Linked DNA regions of Lactuca sativa: region 2 is linked to region 1. The links are chromatin contacts, called in public Hi-C maps. All regions are on one chromosome and are shown on one strand. Each heading gives the region's core, a stretch centred on a gene start, on an enhancer-like site or on the middle of the called end of the contact. The rest is flanking DNA. Distances are from core to core; before and after follow the strand shown. Region 1 holds the start of LOC111888909. Region 2 holds the start of LOC111888894 (membrane-anchored ubiquitin-fold protein 4).

Region 1 (2,662 bases), core at 83-2,582:
TATTAGTGTGTAGTTCTTGACCATTAAGGAAAAAAGAATCATTCAACGTTTCATGTAAGCCCACAAAGACGTACATCGTTTATTCATAGAACACTTTAACCATAGATTAATCCCAATACTTATAACAAGAATGTCACAAATCTCACATGTAAGCACGCATACGTGGCCTTACAACTGACTGTGCACCATCAACGTATATCGTTGTCCCAGTCATGTAGCGTGAGTCATCACTTACCAGGTAGATCACGGTTGATGCCAGGTCATTCTTCGGGTCTAGCCACCTGTTCAATGGGTTTGCATCCTTCACCAGTTTTTCTGCCCTGTCTTTTCCCACTGATACTGGAAACTCATCATCTAAATGCAATCCACGAGCAATTGCATTAACCCTAATCTGGTGCTTCCCGACCTCCATAGCTGATGTCTGATCACACCGAAACAAATCAAAGTTGCTATTAGGATTTTAGCACATAATTTTACTTCTTTATATCATTTATGAAACGGATTGAAAGGGAAACAAAGATCAAAGTTACTTACTCTGACTAACTGATGAATTCCACCCAAACAAGCACCATATGCAGCTGCACCTGGATATATTCCTCTCTCACCACCAATTATCGAGGTCATGAATACGATCGATCCTCCTGATTTGTTATCCCTCATTCTTTTCGCAACAGCTTTCATCAGATACCAAGGGGCCATGAAGTTTACTCTAACAGTCTTTTTGAACTCAGCTTCAGACAATTGAAGTGGATCTTGCATCTTTCCTGTTTTTACCAGAAACCGAGTGATTTAATAATCTCGATTGTAATCATCATGCCATGAATCAATTTGCTACATAGAGCGCTGAAACGAGATATGGAAATTTGGCAGTTGATTTACCTTCATAAGTATAGCAATTAACAAGAGCATCCACTTTCCCCAAAATAGTCCAGGTTTTCTCCACGGCTTCATCAAATACCGATTCTCTCTCCGATTCCATATCTAATCCAACGATTTCAATTGTAACTTCCTTCAGATCGTTGGTGATCCAATCCGAAACCCCCTTGAGGACCTTTTCGTCTCCCACTAACACCAACCTAAACAAAGAAATAAATACATCTGAATTAGTTCAATTCAGATTTCAGAGGTGAAATCCATCACACGTATCGAAATTTTAGGCGCAAACATACCTGCATCCGCGTTTTGCTAAATGATAAGCGATGTTTCGTGAAACCGCATCACCGTTGACGGTGAGTAAAACCTTCTTTGCAGCCATTGAAGGATGAAAATGAAGCCAACGATCAATTAGATCGCAAAGGAAAACGAAGAGGAAGTTTGGAATTAATAGTGTTGACTGAGGTAGGTTCTTAACGAATTGCCGTCAGTTTTGACTCTTGACCCCTCCGTATGGAAAACACGAAGACCAACCAAATTACATTATTACATGATATGGTCCGTAGACTATTGATTAATTTGCAATATCAGTCCTCTCATTTGACATGTTAGCCTTTGCAGCCCCTAAATGAAATTGTCTATGTGTCAACTTCGTCGATCGCTGCTAAAATAAGCAATAGAATCAAGAATCTCATCACATGTTATCAGTGATTAGTGAACAAAAGTGATTTGTTCAACTTGGTGATTTATTTTATTATTTATATTGACTGTTTTTATTTTATGACTTTGATTGTTAGGGTTTGACACCTTTAAATTGGTGAAGGAATTTGTATTAAAATATCAAATTCCTACTTTGGTCAGATAAAACTATTCTGCAAAAACACGAAAGCCCATCAATATTTTTTCGGGCTTAGGGCCACAACTTAGTCTGTGACTATAACTACCAAACGTTTGTCCACACTCGATAAAAGAATTTTAAAAAATAGAGAACACACACGCTGACATTTGCTATAGCCCCTCCTACATGTTCTTAGCATCATTAATTCAATAAGGTGCACGAAAATCACGGATTTTTAACAAGGTTCTAAATGGCGTGAGGTGTGGCGTGGCGGCAAAGCCAAGCCTCAAGCTTAACGAGCCACGACGAGCCACAACGTTTTTCAAGGCGTGATGTAAGGCGACGATTTTGTATTAATTTAAAATTATATTACCACATAAATATAAATTTATATTAAATATAACTACTTTTTAGAAGTGTTAGATCAATAACTAATAACAAAAAGTTAACAAAAATCATAATACTTGTATCTCCGATTTGAAAAGACATAATAAAGAGCAAAAAATTGTGTCTCAAACGAAAAAACACGGGCCATAACACGCCATAACTCGCCATGGCACGCCATATCACGCCTTACCACGCGCCACGCCTAACAGCAACGTTATGAAGTTTTTTGTAACGTCGAAGCCACGCCTCACGCCATAGCGCGCCTTTTAGAACACTGATTTTTAAAGAGTGGGTATCTATTTTTTTTATTGTTAGTTGCATTTTTATGATTTTTTTTATGTTTTATTTTTTTATTTGTTTTTATTAGTTTTGTTTTTTATTATTATTTATATTAGATAGATTTATGTGATTGGTCCATGTCTTTTTTAAAATAGGTTTTAAAATAGATAATAGAGTGAGTTTTGACGTTGATCAGATCCAAACCCGTACAAATTATATTTGTTTGGAGCGTAGTTTTTGATTTGTTTATCTGTTAACAACTTATACCCGCTAATCCTTTTATTA
Region 2 (2,662 bases), core at 70-2,569, 130 kb after region 1:
TTATTTGTTAACATATTGATGAGGAAAGAGGAGTTACCTGTTTTTGCTTTGGTTAAAGACATCTGTACAACAGCATGCATTGTAATTACCCCTTTTGGAAGCTCCCCAAAAGGTGTTCTGCACTGCCCAACAGTTTTGTTGTTTTCCAAAATTTTCCCCGCATTTATTAATTTTATGTCATTTGCTGATTTGGGTCCGCCTTTCTTATCTGGACGCATTCAACAAACATAATCTTCAGAAAGATATGACTTAACATAACCTAATCATTAATACGTCCAAAAAAGATGCAATTTATCATCCACCATTCATTTTGATTTAACGTATTTCTCATAGGCCAAGAGTATAACATATGGAGAAAAGGTTGAAGGAGATCTGAAATGCCCAAAAAGGCAAAAACTAAAGAGTTTTCCCTTTGCCCTTTGGCTAATCTTTAACCAGCTATGTCACTGGGATATAAGCTCAAGCTCTCTACGATTTCGTTTATCTGGTGGGAAATTGCAAAAACCACAAACTCAAAACTCCATCACAGTTGGATTACAGTACTCTATGTTTCATCTTTCTTTTCTTTGTGTGGATCATACATCTTTCATCTTTTCCTTAAACCAGAGATCATTTAGCTTAAAACATAAAGACTGAAGAACAGCTATTTACATGAATTTATAAAGGCAATTCAGTCGTCATGGAGTCACACTAACTAATCTACAAAATACATGAATCTCAAAATCGAAAGGCGTAATCTATAGAGCAGTAAAAATATCAGAAAAAAAAAAAGCATGTACAGACAAAAGAGACCGAAATCTGCCTAACCTTTGGGCCATTCGGCAACAATTCTCTCCTTGAGCATGGCAACTGTGGAAGCCGGAGAGTATCGAAATGGACCAATATCCGATCCATCAAGCAACCGAAACTTGAGCTCTAAAACATCTTCCTCCGGCATTTGGAACAGCCTACGATATCACACCTTATATGAAGCCCTAGGATCACACCTTTTCCACAAATCACTAATATATGTTATCAAAAACCTGCACAAAGTCATACCACAACAATTATTAATATCAACAACCAGGAATCAAAAGAAGATGATGAAAACTAAAGCCGTGGATCATTGGTTTAAAATCACCTTTGAATTGTAGTGAAAGAATCGATCAGCAGCTGTATGTGAACTGTGAATTGCCGGAGATGAGTAAATGGTATGAAGTATGGACGATGAAGGGAGGTGGAAATTGAAGAAGATGAGGAACCCTAGACCCGATCTCGAGGCGCACTGTTAATGAATGCGAAACCCCATTTCTTTTCCTTTCAACTTTCGCTGTGCTTTTTATTGTACTGGTCTGGTCAGCAAGTCAGTTTGAATACGGTGATTTGTTTTTTATAAAACCAAATTTAACATCATCTACCCACTTTCTTTTAATTTTATTAATAACTATTTATATTTATTACGACACTATTATTAATAATTAAAAAAGTATATCTTATTTTTGGTTTAAGCATTGAATTATTAGTTTAACTACAAATTTTAATATGAACAAATGATTATTTCGAATTTGTTTCTTTCTTAACATTATCTTTAAAAGGCTTTCATTCTTATTTCATATGTTTATACAAAAGTATTTATTGATTTTTATATAATTAGAATATGCCAAATATTTAAATTATAAACTCATACAACCTATGTTTTTTCTTTTCTGTAAAATCATTTTACTACATTTGATTATTTAATTAATTATAAATATTTATATACATAATAATTTACAAAATGTATATAAAAGAAATGAGCGGTGGGAAAGTGAGATTTCGGTGGCGTGGCGTATTTTTGTACCAAAAGGGCGTGGTTTGAAAAGGTATTATTAGTATTAATAAGTATTTTTGTACCAAAATACAAAACATGGTAAAAGCCTAAAAGGGGATTTCATTTGGAGTCTGGACCCACATTCTTTTATGAAAAAAAAAATAAACCCACTTTTTATCGCATGTGACGATCTTAAGTGGTTTGCTTATCATAAATTTTACATTTTTCTTGTCTGAAATTAGTATTTTACATTTTGCTCGCCTTAAATTAGTGGTTTGCTTGCCGGAATCTATTATAAATTTAAAGCATATGCAAATAACAAATCTACATGAACAATTTTCTTGGCCGGAAATTTCCATTTGAGAAACTTGTTCTTACGCCAATCTTCTCTAGGGCTAAGGTTGAATGATCCTAAGTCGGGCGAGTCGAATATGGCTAACAGGATTCTGGAGGTGGTAAATATTATGTGATTTTTTTGAATTTATAAAATAGTAATTGTAGTGTGTAATAATTTTTTTCTTATGGTATTTATAGTATTTGGAACTTTTTCTATTTTATTGTCTCAGAAAGTAGACCACTTTTATTGATCGACAATTTTGATCTGACTCGACTCGATCATTTTAACGCATCTGGTTGTATCGTTAATTACTTTGTCCCCAATGGAGAGCAATTATGGATCAATCACACCATCAAATGTGACTCTTGTCACCCTTTTAATTGGTATTGATATCATAACCTGTGGAAATAACGGAAGACAAGAAATCTATTTATATAATAATATATAGAATTATTTAATTATACAATTGTCAAAAAAAGATATATAATATTTGATGTATATTAGTATATTTATAATATTATATAAAAATAATATTT

What was found. A called contact is a pair of places that touch in the nucleus more often than the background predicts.
Region 2: a Hi-C map of leaf shows a contact between it and region 1, with 5 times the contacts expected there. The contact joins the promoter of LOC111888894 here to the promoter of LOC111888909 in region 1. A contact is called at or near these places in 2 of 4 Hi-C or Micro-C datasets (both in leaf).

The regions. Positions count from the first base shown.
Region 1 is chr2:188,184,793-188,187,454 of Lsat_Salinas_v11, forward strand. LOC111888909 reads right to left here and starts at 1,333. Exons shown (of 4, transcript XM_023885048.3): 1 at 1,170-1,333; 2 at 880-1,076; 3 at 535-764; 4 at 24-421. The coding sequence starts at 1,255. The coding sequence ends at 143.
Region 2 is chr2:188,317,520-188,320,181 of Lsat_Salinas_v11, forward strand. LOC111888894 (membrane-anchored ubiquitin-fold protein 4) reads right to left here and starts at 1,320. Exons shown (of 4, transcript XM_023885030.3): 1 at 1,121-1,320; 2 at 808-1,022; 3 at 38-208. The coding sequence starts at 937.